3 separate regions of the Mus musculus genome follow, and regions 1 and 2 are each linked to region 3. Evidence: chromatin contacts called from public promoter capture Hi-C data. All regions are on one chromosome and are shown on one strand. Each heading gives the region's core, a stretch centred on a gene start, on an enhancer-like site or on the middle of the called end of the contact. The rest is flanking DNA. Distances are from core to core; before and after follow the strand shown.

Region 1 (5,035 bases), core at 731-3,230, 2.7 Mb after region 3:
CTCTCTCTCTCTCTCTTTCTCTCTGCTCATATATAGTCCTTCTCTGCCCTGAATAAAGTGTACGCATACAAGCCCTCCCTGAAGAAAGGTATGTACACAAGCTAAGATGGTCTAAGAGAGCTATTCATCAAAATCCTTGGAGAAGGCCTTCTCCCTGGCACCTGCTCACACTAGACTGGAGTCCTGTAGACCCCACTGGTTCCGAATGCTGCTTCATCCTTCAAACCTGGTGTGTATCAGCTGTGTCTGGATACTTTAGAGAGGAAACAGAGGAGGTAGAACTACAAAACCACCACAAGTGGACTCAGTCGCTTCCTCTATTTTTGTTCTTCAGCTGCCATGAGGTAAAGTTTTTCTCTACCACACAGTCTTACATAATATACCATGTAAGACACCATGAGTCAAAGCAATAGATTGGATAACCATGGGTTCTAACCTCTGAAATCATAAACCATAATAAGACTTATAAATTGATTATCTCAAGTACTTTCACTTAGTGATGGACAACTGCCTAATGGAAGAGGTCTCAAGGAACCTATTTGAAAATGGACATAATACTACGATATAGAGAAAGGTGTTGTCTGATTCATACCAATGTGGAATGGGATCTGAATCCTATGGAAATATGCAAAAGTAAGTTATTTGTTCCATGGCAGAATTAGGGAAATGCAGCTTCAGGAGGAACAGCTTGTGCTCACAAAATTACTGATTATGTGATCGTTTTCAAAGAGGATTTGGGCCATTGAAGACAACAGGGATGACTGGTCTCAGGTGGTTTTTGATATCTCCTCTAACCAGCAAGCCTACTACAGAAGGGTTAAAAGGCATTGGCTCAAGAAGTAAAGCACAAGCATGACTTGTTGGTGATGCACTTGGGGACACACATGAGATCTCAGAGACGGACACACACTTCCACCAGAGAGTTTCTGATGGGACCGGTTCATATAAAACACATTCTGTTTCCACTTTCTTCTCATTTCGACACTTCTACCCAACCCTTAACTACTGCAGACTTCCAGTCAGAAATAAGACCAAGGTGAGTAATAATATCACAGCAGAATAAACTATAGCGACGATGGAGTTCATCCATAAACTGTTTTGACTGCATCCTAAGTGTCTTAGTGTCCTAAGGATGGAAGTGTTTATTGGGTTCACAGTGCAAGGTTTCAGCGCATTGTTGTGGTGATGTTATAGACAGCAGGAACTAGAGGTGGCTACTCACATCCAAGGTCAAGCGCACACAGCAATGAGTTATGCACGCATGCTAAGTAAGTCTTCAGTTCTGGTCCAGGGATGTGGAAATGTTACCACCCACATTCAGGGTGGGGCTTCTCACCTCAGCCCAATTAAAGGAAAAAATCCCTCACAAGCCCACAGGACAATGTATTCGAGACAATTTGTCACTGAGTCTTCCGAGATGGTTCTGCATTGTATCAAGCCCACAGACAAACGTCCACAATCAAAACTAAATATCACGCCGGGGTTTGTTTATTCAATTTAAATACACACTAATACACCACGGGACCCAGGCAAGCATCCCAGGTTTTCCCTCAGCTTCACATAAGATTTACAACAATCTCTGTTTTGTTCACTTGAGCATATTATTAGCACCTACAGTTCATAGACTCGGACATTTTAATTGTATGAAACCATCATGGAAATTCACAGGTACGCGCAGATGGAAAAAACAAAACAAAACGAAACATCACGTGGTAGCACAGTGCCGTCAAGCAATGACGTGACCTGGTCATCAGCAAATTATAAAGTCATCTGGGCAGATGACATTCTTTTATTCTGAGTCATTCCTGCACCAGGATGACTTCTGATTGCATAATGGGATCAAAACCTTGTTTTTGGAAGCAATGAAAACCCGTAATGTCACTCTACATTCAGAGGCACAGACACAGCCCTGCCTCCGTAAAGCTCCTAGAGTGCCAGCAAGATCAAGTGGCACGCAGGCCGCGCGTGGGCGGGCAGCGTGGTGACGTCACGGTGCGTCGGGTGCGCCCCGCCTCGGCTCGGCTGGTCGCCAGGGGACGCTCGCGGGCCGGGTCTCCTTGGCAACCCTCCGCTCTGCCCCTCCGCCCCTTTAACCTTTAGGCTGCGCAGTTCCGGGTCCCTCTTCGTTCCGTCCCGTCCCGTCCCGTGCCTTCCCTCCCCACCCCTTTGGGCTTATCCGGACCGGAAGCGAAGATGGCGGCGGCGGCGGCCGAGCTGGTGATCGGCTGGTGCATCTTCGGCCTCTTGCTCCTGGTAGGGGAGGCGCTCCGAGTTCTCCCAGGGTGAGGGGGTGGGAGGAGGAGGAGGGCGGGCCAGCGCTGGCCTCGCCTGTCGGGGACCCTCCTCGCCCGCCCTGCTCTCTGCTGGGTCCGCGAGGGTCTCCGGAGGAAGGCGAAGAGGCGCTGATCCTCCGCGGTCTCCTTCCTAACTTCAGCCAGCTTCTGTCTCTTGTCTGAGAATGTAGCTGGCGGGTGAGTTTGGGGACGAGCGACCCTCGGGGTGGAGAAAGGCGTGATCACGGCTTGAATTGGAGTCCTCACCGCCTCTGGGCCAGGCTTCTGGGCTCTGACAGAATCAATTGTTTATTTGTTTAAATGCCTCCTTCCCCCCCCGCCCCCCCTTGTTTCCCCGCGCCCATTGTGCGATTCTGCCTTGATGACGTGAGTGTCACGTTCTAGGTATTACATTCCACTTAGAACGCTGTAGAGCCGCTTGGCCAGGCGGGAGGTTATTACCTGTCTGACCTCAGGTGCCTTCTTTTCCAGACTTCTCTGATCATTGGGTGCACAAAACCCAACTGTAGTGACTCAGAGTGACCTGGTTGTTACTTTCTGACTTCGTTTAGTTTGCTTCTCTTATGACATTTCATATTGTCAAATCCTTCCCCACTCTACAAAGACTTCAGTCCTATGGTCAGTTAGTGTTTGCATTTTGAAACTCGTCCGATGTGTTTCAGATTCCCTATACTGACCCTTGGGTAGTTTGTTCAGGTAGTCAAGTTTTTCAGTTTTTCATCAGGTAGCGCGCGCACGCGCGCACACACACACACACACAGAGATACAGACACACACACAGACACACACACGCACACGACACTTGCCTTGCATGTTCAGGAACCCTAAATTCAGTCTTAGTACTGGCATGCTCCCTTCACTTTAACAAATCCCATTGCCCTGGGCCATGCTTAGCTTGTGTCCTGGAGGGAGGCTATCTAGCCCTGTACTAGGAGAGAATTCACTGGCTTTCCCAGCCCATATGTTTAGTGAAAAATAAGCATGTTACCAGCAGGAACGTAGAGTTGGAGTATCTTGATTAATGAAAAAGCATTTAAAGCACAGTAGTTTTACTGTGGATACAGTAGTTTTATCTAGGAGGATACAAACAAAATAATAAGTGGCTTTTTAAGAGGGGGCTGATCATAAGTTAGGAAATAGAGATCTTAAGCATTGAAAGAGAAAATATGATTTTATAAGGGAAATAGGACTTGGGAGAGGATACTGTTGGAAGAAAGTGCCAGTGGAAAAGTAGCCTTTGGATAGTTTGTGGCCTTGAATCAGGAACAACCCGGCAGTAGAGAAGTACTGTTGCGAGGTGCAAAATGTGATTTACTAAAAATTAAACGGACAGTGGTGGCACACGCCTTTAATCCCAGCACTTGGGAGTCAGAGGCAGGTGGATTTCTGAGTTCAAGGCCAGCCTGGTCTACAGAGTGAGTTCCAGGACAGCCACAGATACACAGAGAAACTCTGTCTCAAAAAACAAACAAAACAAAAAACAACAACAAAAACCCCCAAACAAACAAAAATTACTGTCAGTCTGTTTAGTGCTTGGCTTATTAGAAAGGAGCTGTATTCATGTCTGCTTTTCGTTCTGTCTTCAAGAAAGTTATTTTGGTTGAAGTGTGTGTACAAAACCTAGTCAGAAGTAGAGGACTGTTTTGGTAGCTGGAGATGTTCTTTGTGATTGCACCAAAAGCTAGCACATACCAGTTTCTTCAGGTTCTGTGGCAGTGTGCAATCTAAAACCGAGAGCGTTGTCTTCCCTTACGTTCAAGGCCATGAGTCCGACTAAGTGCTGAGGGGAGCTTTTGCCCATTCCTGGCTCTGTTTTGTGATCTCTGTTTGCTACTTAGGAGCTAGTGGTAACTCGCAGTTCATCTCCTAAATATGGATATACTGAATTAGGCAGCATCATATATTACACTTATTAAACACAGATCTGGTCAGAAATGTCCTGAGAAGTCCTAAGTATTGAAAAGTTGTCAAGCTCACACTACTGTGTTCAAGCTTTCCAAGTTTCTAAATGTCACTCAAAAGCTTGAGGTTTTAAATTACACTTTAGGGCTGGAGAGATGGCTCAGCAGTTAAGAGCGCTGACTGCTCTTCCAGAGGTCCTGAGTTCAATTCCCAGCAACCACATGGTGGCTCACAACCATCTGTAATGAGGACCCGATGCCCTCTTCTGGTGTCTCTGAGGACAGCGATAGTGTGCTCACATACATGAAATAAATAAATCAATCTTTAAAAAATATATGTTAAATTACACTTTATTCATTTGTATGGTTTGTATGTGTGTTGTTCCTGGGGCTGGGGTGGAGTCAGTGCAGGTGTGTGTGTGCATGTGTTCATGCATGAGAGAGTGCACCGCAATGTGTGGGTGGAGGCCAGAGGACAACTTCCTTCTATTTATGGGTCTTGGGAACAAGCTCAGCTCTGACACCAACATCTATGCTGGTTAAACCCTCTGTAGGTTTTGTAAGTGATATTTCATTTTTGTTCATTTGAGAAGTACCACTAAAAACCAAAGTCTAAGTCACTTTAGTTTCAGTTGTTTTTTCAAATAAAGAATGCTGTTGTGTCAGGAAGATTGGCTTTCAGCTCTAAGAGTTTTAAGGAACCTTGTCTGGTAACCACCATCATACTTTGCTATAGAGTGGGACATTATACGTCCTTTTTTATTTTATTTTTTTAAGATTTATTTATTTATTATATGTAAGTGCACTGTAGCTGTCTTCAGATGTACCAGAAGAGGGCGT
Region 2 (4,756 bases), core at 962-3,461, 2.8 Mb before region 3:
TTAAAAACACAAGTGAAATTTTGAAATTCTACATAAATGAGGCTTCAAAACAGTCATGGTGGCACACTATATTACCTATTTAAATAGTTTTATGAGTAAAATTATATCATCAGTTTGATTCGGTTTTAGTAAATGTTAAAGTTTATCTCAGATTAACCAATGCTATGCTCCAACGTGATTTTAAAACATGAATACACGAACTTAGAGAATAATGAAAGCTTTTTCCAGATGCTGTTTGGTTTGGGTTAAGGTTATCTTTAGACAATTAAAACCTAGCAGTTAAAGATTTAAAAAAGAGGGATGTAAATTATCTTGTTAATAAGTTTGTGCCTGGGGAATTTTAATTTCCAAATCTATAACGTCTATCTTTCAAATTATCAAGTAGAGGATGACTTAGTGAAAGAGTGTGGAATCCACTTTAAGTCCTTCCACACAACGACATTAAGAGGAACGATTTCCTGTCTCCCAACCATCTCTGGTGGCGAAAGGGAGACATATCTGCTGACGCTGGAAGACTAGCCTTGTTCTGTGTAGTTTAAGAATATTTTCTTTTTAGTAGAGGGAAGAGGGGAAGGAAAGAAGAAGGAAGGGGGAAGGAAGGAAAGACTAGAAGGAGAAGATCTAAAGAGAAAGAAGGAAAGAAGGGAGGGAGGGAGGGAGAAGGGAAGGAGGGGTTAGAAGAAGGAGGAAAAGAAAAGGAAGAAAAGAAATCCAACAGGGAATAGAGAAAAAGATGTGTTTCTCAAGTTCTGCCTGAAGCACCCTGCATTTCCTTCATTTGACTTACAGTAAATTAATAATAATAACAGTAACAATAATAGATCTACAGGACTGTTCATTGCGAGGTAGGAGTCCTCAGCTTGGCTGTTAGGAACCGCTGTCTTCCTCCTAGTCTATCTGAAGCCTTCTCCTACTCACGGAGCCTCCGACCCTGCCGGAGCTCTAGAATGCACTGGAGTTTAAAGACAATCTCCCTTTACAGATTCACCCTCATCAGGTTTAATAACTTCCACCCCAAATTACCCCAACCCTCCTCATTCCCTCCTGTCATTTATTTTCTGCCCCAGGGGCCAAGATCTTCTTCAGTGCCTCCCTACTGACTCCAGGGAACCCTCCGAGAACCCAGAAAGGGTGGAAAGATGGGGAGGAGAGGGAGCTAGTGAATATAGAATTCCTCATGAAATTAAAAAAAAGAAAATCCTGTGCCTTACAGGGTGCCCACTTGAGGGTAGGTTAGTGGTTAAACTTTGTACTTGTTGTTATTTATGCTTTGAAAATATTTTTTAAAAAACTAAACTTCAAAAAGCACATATTCAAAAGAAAATCTACCCCAATGCAAAATGGCCAAACAATATTTGCTCTTGTACATCTTAAAACATTTCCCACTGTTTCCTTAAACAGTACAAAGCTTAAACCTTCTCAAAGATTTGGGTGTTCTTGTCTCAAGTCTATCAGATTAAAATCACAAATTACAGGCAATAAACCCAAATACAAAATGTTCTATACCCCTGTTAAAGGTCTCAAGATTAACATTGTGTGCTTTGTTGTTTCCAACATGTAAAGGAAGAGAAAAAACTTAATAAAATGGAGACTCCAGGCAAACAGAAAGACACCAAGGAACCACTAAAAATATAGAACAATCCCTAAAGCAACAAGCAATATAGATTGTAGGGTCCACAAGATATTCAAGTTTCCAAATGTGTTAGACACAATGAGCAAAATATCAGAAACCATTGTGGTAAATAGTGGTGTTATTCTTGTTCCACAATGATACTTTTATAAGGTTGCATCAATAGAGAAATATAACTCAAAGTCAAAAATCTAGTGGTGTTTTTTTAATGCTCCCCTAAATATACAAGAATAGGAAAACTGTCTTTAAAATCTCAGTAATGGTTCTCCTAAAAGAAAAAAAAAAAAAACTATGTAGAAAATTTGGGGACTGATGTGCGTGGTTTCTCATTGTCAATTATTAAAACACTTTAGTTAGTGGCTGCATTGATTCGCCATTTTCAAAACAGATTTTTAATGTATCTATTTATATTTCTCGTTTTGAACCACTATATTCCCTTTAAATGCACGGTTAGTCTGTGGATTCTGTGACCCAGAGGTGTTTATGTAACTAATGTGACTATCTGCGTGTAAATTCATGTTTATGATTTTTTATAATATATATGTGTGCATGTGCGTGTGTGTGTGTGTGCGCGCGCGCGCGCGCATGTGTGTGTGTGTGTGTGTGTGTGTGTGTGTGTGTGTGTGTATGCGTGCGCGTTGTATCTAAGTCCTGTGTGCAATAATGTTTTTCTGTCTGCTGAGGCTTACTTCTCCAGCCTATTGTTTGAGACAACAGATATAAGTTGCGATGGGAGAGGAGCGTCGGATTTGGTGTGTATCCCCCATTTCCAATTATAGATGGATCATTACAGACAGCGGAGTCCTGAGAAACCAGACATCTGCTCCTCACATGAATGCACTCACCTCCTAGAGACCAGGCTGCGATCATGCTCTGGAAACTCGTGGAGAATGTCAAGTACGAAGACATCTATGAGGTGAGCGGACACCCCAGATGCATTTTAGAGCTTTGGAGATAGAAAACTGGAGCTTCTTTGACACCCCAGCTGATATATTTTAAGCTATTTACTCGTAGATTTCTGATCGGGTTTCTGAGGTTTCTTTAAGTTTTCTAAGGCTGGCTCTGGGAGACTTTGCTCTCCAGAAAGGGAACTTTTAAGGTTGGAATGTGAGAAGTTTAATTTAGGAGCTATTTTCTTTTCCTTTTTGTTTTTCTTTCTCTCCGGCTCTCTCCTTCCCCTTGTAGACTCTGGTAGGTAACGTGGAGCCAGGAATTCAGGCAAACAGTGAGGGAAAAACAGTCTCTCCTCATTTTGAGTACGGGACAGAATCGGGTTTTTAAGCCTCACGCCGACTGGGACTTTAATTTTTGCTTTTTAAACTTTTAATATTTTTTTTTAAATCGGTAACCAACGTACGCAGGTAGAGGGTAGATATCTAGGGAGAGCGAGGGGAAAGGAGGGATGTATGAACAAATCCAGTACCGTATGGGAGAGAGCGCGGTTTGTTATTTTTGTTTTGTCGTATTTTGATTCTTTGCGGGTCAGTGGTTCCAAGCAGAGATGGCAGCCGCCAGCGTGTGGGCATTTTTAACGAAGCCTGCCCACACTTCGTGCTACCCGCTACCGGTCCCCAGGCAAGCGCATCCCTCCCGTGCTTTTCCCTCCGCCTTGTCGGACGCCACCGAGAGCTTCCGGAGTCCGCGTCGAGCGAGGCTGTCCGGCTGCCCTTCCAGCTGGCGGGCGAGGGGAAGCGGCCCGGCTGGGGACAGATGAGGGATCCCGCGCCACAACCCGGGAGCTGGGGAGCTGAGCTCAAGAGGAAAGGAAAGTAAGGCTCAAGGGGACGTCGAGAGAGGGAAGGCAGACTCCGAAGCTCCAAGATATCTGAGGATCGGGATTAAAAAAAAAAAAAAAAAAAAAAAGCGAAAGGGGTTTAGCGAAGAGGGAAGCAGAGGCGGGGGAAGAAAAGTTGGAAAGCTACCCGCAGCAGCACAGCAGCACGAGGCTGGGCCACCGGGCAGAGGTGGACAACCCAGACTCAGTAACCGGTTCTGAAAGAAATCTGAACCGTGAGCCTTGTAGGTGTTGGGACAGCACCGCGGTGTTAGCCTTGCTCAGCTAAGAAGAGTCCGGAGGCAGGCGCTAGCTCTGTCCCTACCGCTCTTAACTGGGTCCGGTGTGTGGCCGCGACTCCTCAGGTTTTCTGGGTAGAGCGGCTAGAGCCAGTGGCCAGGGTCCCCCAGATCTGCCATTCTTACGACCTCATTTAGAGGTAAATGAGAAAGTGAGAAAGGTAGAAGAAAAGGAAGTCAAGAAGAAAATGAGAGACAGGAAAGAGGAGGGAGAGAGAGAGAGAGAGAGAGAGAGAGAGAGAGAGAGAGAGAGAGAGAGAGAGAGAGAGTTCTTCTTTCTCGGGTGACCTCAGGTTTCGCCTTCCTCTTTGTGGTAGTGTACTGAGGAACCGCGCCTCCCCGCCTGGTGGGATTCAGCGTCCTTTTATTCCTAACAGGCGGGATTATGTTCAACTCCAGGGCGTTGAACTATCCTAAAGAGAACGTCGCCCATAGTAAACATAGCACTGGCGGAGCTAGAGCCGCGGTGGAAATAGCTCTGGGTATATACATAGAGGAATTATCCTAATCAGTGTGGTGCTAGTTCTTTGGTTATGAATAACATAAAGGGCTAAGTGGAAAATGAGGGAGGGCTAGGCGGGGAAGGGAGTGGAGAAGAGTAAAAGTGGGAAGGGAGAAGAGAAATGGGGAGGGAGAGGAAAAAAGGAAAGGGGGAGAGGGAAAAAATAGGAGGGAAGGTGAGAGAAGGGCCGGAAGGGGGGTAGGAGAAAGAGGAGAGGAGAGTAGGCTTGGGGTGGGGGGTGGAGAGGAGAGAGAGTGACTTGCTCCTGGCTGCCCAAATTTTCATCTGGAAAGCCCCGCGAACCGGCACCCAACGTGGTAGAAGGAGCCTATTTCAGTCTGGACTACGGTTGAAGTTTAACAGAAATGGCAGTCAGGCCAGTTGGACGGGTTCCTGATACATCCCAAAAGATTTTTCTGTTGCCCCTGGCTTTGCCTGGAAAGGATACGTTTAGTGTGCTTGAAGACCAATCACATAGATTTTTAAATCTGGGTTTTAAAATTTTCAGTCTGTAAGCACTAAAGAGAAAAAGGCTGCATTGTGTTCCAAAA
Region 3 (4,533 bases), core at 1,224-3,723:
CATTAAATACTAAATTAATTGTATATCAACCCAAGGAGATGAGCTTAACAAGTGTCATGGGTGTCTATCATTAATTACATTCAAATATTTATGACTCTTTCATCAGCAAAGGATAGACCTTATATTTTGAGTGTAATGACGCTAGACAGAATACAACATTCCCTATGTGTGCCTTGCAAACACATGAAGCTGGCTGGAATAGGTCACCTAAGCTTACATGCTCACAACAATCTGCAACTGTAAAAATTCCCAGACACTGGGGCCCCAGAGTGCAGACTCCACCAGTTTCCTGAGTTCTACCTGGTCACATTTCAGGTTCACCTATTTATAAAAGCAGCTCCTTCTCTCCTGATATTATGATTTTTTTTTTTTTAACTTTCCTGGGTTTGTGCCAATTCTTCATTCCACATAAGGGAGAAGTATAGGACGGCATGCCTCATTTCTGAAAGGTCTTTTTGGTCTGTTCCAAACATATCTTAACCAAGTAAGAAACAAGGAATCAATCAGTATGTGCCTGCAGCTTTCTCTGGAGGTCTTCTAAGGCTAATATGTTTGTACTTCATCTTAACATAAAGAAGGAGGGGGCAGAGACGGGGCAAGAAGAGGCGGGGCTTCCTCTAAAAAGATTAAATTAGACAGGGTGTATAGACATGAAAACAACCTTAAGTTGTCGTCCAGATTCACCTAACTCTAACAGGAGATTGAATGAATGGACGTCGGGCAAAACAGTAGTAAACTTCAAAGCCACGGAAAGCTTTCTAATGCCTAAGGGAAAAATAAACATTTGCTTCCAACCATTTTCTCATTTTCATTCTCGCATACTCTGCTAGATGGTGAGGGCTTAGTCAACACACACACACACACACACACACACACACACACACACACACACACACACACTTTATCTCGGCGCCATAAGTGTCAACTAAACACACTGCTTGCTTCAGGTCACAGCTGGCCCCTGTGCATTTCCACTACAGCACCTCTGGCCATGTTCCTGAACCCCAGTTCTCCACTTTCAGCTGGCACTGCCTGCCACAGAGCTTGGGTAGCCCTCTAGACTCTGACCACCTCTATGTGGCAATGACTACTACGTGCACTGACAGATTTTCCGTTGATGACAGCTGTGATGGTGGCCAGGCGTGTTTCCGGGCGCGCTTACAACCTAGTCTCTCTCTCTCTCCATCACGTAGCAGCTTCCTCTGCTTGACCCCAGAGCTGACTGTGGACCCACTCTTAACCTTCTCCTCGCCACTCCATCCCACCCGGTCATGCCCTCCCAGTCTCTCCAGTCTCGGGATGGTGCACAACCTCCCGGAGCTATCCCCAGCTCCTGGGCGCCCCACTCAGTTAACTTTCCGCATATCAGGACCTAATCGCTCCCGATTATCTGAGTCGCCTAAGTCCGGCTTCTGCCTTCAATCACCCAGGTACCTGGAACTGACCCGTTAGTCCCTTGGGTGCTTTGGGGCAAAAGGGCTCTATGTGAACCAGAGCGAGAGGTGGGACGAGAGAGATTGAGGGCTCCAGAGGGCCGATGGCAACACGTGCAAAGAAATAAAAACCACCACGTGTGTGTAGCTCTGCGTGTGAGCGCGCACGCGTTTCCGCGCCTAAGGCCAGGGCGCGGGCGCCAAGTGCGCCCCGGGGCTCCCCAACAGAGGGCATGGCTAGGGGCACACGGGGTCGGAAGTGGGGGCGCGGGTACTCACACGAACGCGTGGTAGACGAACGCCCAGCCGCGGGGTCGCTCCAGCACGTTGTACAGATAGTTCTGCACCCGCCGGTACTTGACGTTGCGCCGACAGCTCTGGCTGCTGGTGTAGGAGAGCGGCTTCCCCAGCAGGCTCATTCGGGCCCCCTGCTTGCCCCGGCGGCTCTCTCTCAAGCCGCCGCCGCCTCCGCCGAGCGCCGCCGCGCGGGTGCCGAGCAACAGCAGGCCGTCGCCCCTGGCGGCCGCCGAGTTCAGCAGCACCCTGCCGCGGCCGGACTCCACATCCTTCATGCCGCTGCCCGGGCGCCCCCCACCCGCGCCTGCCGCCGCCGCCGCGCCGCTCCTCACCCAGAGCCCGGCGGCACCGCCCTCCTCTCCTCCCGCGTGGTGGCGGGGCATGGCATCACCACGGGCACCGCGAGGGGGGCGCTGGCGCCTGCGGCGGGGGCAGCGGCTTCATGTGCGCGGGCAGGTCTGCAGGAGGAAACCCGCAGCCGACGGGGCGCCCCGGGGGGGCGGACTAGCCTAGAGTCGGGGCTCCGGGCGGGGGCGGCGGGGTGTGCGGAGCAGGCCCGGGGAGGTCCGGATTTCTGCCGCTTCCAATTCCAAATCCGGACCTGTTGGGGGCGTCACTTTGTGAGGTGTCCCTCGCTTTCCTTTAGTCTGGTGGCTGCCACTCCCTCCTCCCCGAGGAGTGTCGGCACACGGGACTGAGGGTGTGCGGGATGCCCGGAGGCACGCTCGCACGCGTGCACACCCAGCAGGGTTCGAGTCTGTCTGTCCCCTGCACCCCGGCAGAATACCGGCTTGACCCTAAGTCGGTCTCCCAGGATGAGTTTGGTTCGGTTCTTCCTGGGACTCGGAGCTGTCCGGAGGGCGAAGTCTGCCTCTTGAATAAACTGGACGAGCGGGTCTCTGGGCTTCTCCCGCTGCTATGCCGCGCCTGGTCCTGCCATCCTCGGGTGATGGGTGTGGGCAGGAAAGGTTCTGTCCTACCCTCCAGGTTTTGGCTAGCCTAGGAGCGAGCCAGCGGGGGCTAAGCTTCTGGCAGTGGCGCTTGGGTTCCCGCGCTGGGGACCAGCCCACCGCAGTTCAATGGACACACCCGGAGAGAGCCAGGCAGGGACCCAGCAGCTTCCCGCGACTCAATCCAGCCTGCAGGCTGTGACTTTCCATCCTAGCCTCAGACAACAAGCCTGCGAGTCGCAGAACATCCTTCCCATCCCCAGGGGTGGGGTGTGGGGAGGGCGTAAAACTCCAAAGTAGCTCCTTCGTGGTGAGGGAGCTCCTCCTGACAGAGCAGCCTGGGAAAAGGAGCCCACTTCTCTCCTTCCAGAAATTTCCATGTAAGTGAAAGAAAGTCATAAAACTGCTTAAATCTCCGCCGCGACTGTGGCGTCCCCAGGGAGTTCGAGAGGGATCATGGAGGATAGTGAGTCCAGGACCTGCCTCTCAGACAGGATGCTGTAACTTACAATGTTAGAGAAAAGGGAACCACTGACTGCATCCCCCACCACCTCTGGAAAATGGGCGCCCCAAAGCCCATCTCTTCTCTTGGATGAGAGTGAGATTATGGTGCTGCTGGCTCAGAACTCCGCCTTTCAAAAATATTGTTAGCAATTAAACAACAGATTCAGCGATGGGGAAACTGAGAGGACACCAGGATTGGGAACTCCTTCTAATAGAGCAGCCTTCCTCCCAAATATTTAAAAAAAAAAAAGTAATAATCGCCAAGTTCAACTGAACTATGCTTTCAACACAAAGTCATGGTAGTCAGTAGCAAAGTGGCCATCCCTGAGCCTTTTTTCACTTCCATGAATACCAGCCAACACTAAGGCAAAAATCTTATCTTGGTTGTCTCACCCATAGCAGATAATACTCTACCAACACACCCACACATACACCCCGTGCATACACCCACGCCCACAGACAGCTGCTTTCTACAGTCAGAACGTCAGCTAAGAGTTTTACTTTTATTTTTATCGTTATTGTTTTGTGAAGACCTCTTCCTGGTTCTTACTCAGCAAGACCTTGTTTCCCTTCAAACCTCTGGGCAGTAGGCACTACTAACCCCTAGCGCTGTGCAGCTGGCAGCAGTACCACGTGTGAGCCAAGCATCAACACTCAGAGTCACTCCTGCTTTCCTCTAATACACTTCACACCCACACACCGTGGAGGTGCTAGAGAGGTTGCTCCGTGCCCTGCTATTCAAGGCAGATGCAAAGAGAATGTCCTGGAATAAGCTCTCCAATCCTAGAGCTGCGTGGAGACCCCTGGCTGAAGGTGGGAGCTGAGGTGGGGGGTAGTTCGGTGCAGCTATATTTAGACTCCCCGTGGAGTTTCTGTGCAGGGACTTTCAGGGTGAAAGATGTAGAGACTTAAAATGACTCGTGCACACGCTGTCGGCATGAAAAAAAAATCCTAGCTTTGCTGAAAATAAGAAAATGAAAAGGCCACTTCCCCTTTAAAGGAAGCTGTTTTCTTTGCTGCAAACTTCAACTGAGATTAGATCACCTTTGCCTCACTCTGGGGCCTGGCCCCACACACAGGCAGGAAATCTCTTTAAGGCAGGACTCAAGAGCGTGTTTCCCCTTCTGAAAGGCCCAGGAACTCAGCTGCTTAATGTCCAAATGATGGTTTCCTAGGATGCAGGGATCATACCAGGGAAGCTATGATGTCTATTTCGAAAATGTTAATAAACCCGGGTGGGAAGGTGGCAAGGACATCTGCAATTAGTAAGGGTTATAGACGTCTAAGACATTTGTAACTATCTTTTTTGAGTGCCATCCACTTAATCACAAACCCAGAGAAGGGGGCTT

What was found. Promoter capture Hi-C pulls out the DNA fragments that hold promoters and counts their contacts.
Region 1: a contact with region 3 is called in a promoter capture Hi-C map of pre-B cells, with 5 times the contacts expected there. The contact joins the promoter of Lmbrd1 here to the promoter of Kcnq5 in region 3. A contact is called at or near these places in 1 of 39 promoter capture datasets (pre-B cells) and 1 of 115 datasets of contacts at active chromatin or transcription factors (astrocytes).
Region 2: a contact with region 3 is called in a promoter capture Hi-C map of embryonic stem cells. The contact joins the promoter of Tfap2b here to the promoter of Kcnq5 in region 3. A contact is called at or near these places in 3 of 39 promoter capture datasets (cranial neural crest, embryonic stem cells and liver) and 1 of 484 Hi-C or Micro-C datasets (embryonic stem cells).

The regions. Positions count from the first base shown.
Region 1 is chr1:24,676,564-24,681,598 of GRCm38.p6, forward strand. It overlaps Lmbrd1 (LMBR1 domain containing 1), which reads left to right and starts at 1,981. Exons shown (of 16, transcript NM_026719.2): 1 at 1,981-2,253. The coding sequence starts at 2,194.
Region 2 is chr1:19,206,703-19,211,458 of GRCm38.p6, forward strand. Tfap2b (transcription factor AP-2 beta) reads left to right here and starts at 2,212. Exons shown (of 7, transcript NM_009334.3): 1 at 2,212-2,546. The coding sequence starts at 2,466.
Region 3 is chr1:21,959,469-21,964,001 of GRCm38.p6, forward strand. It overlaps Kcnq5 (potassium voltage-gated channel, subfamily Q, member 5), which reads right to left and starts at 2,474. Exons shown (of 14, transcript NM_023872.3): 1 at 1,713-2,474. The coding sequence starts at 2,113.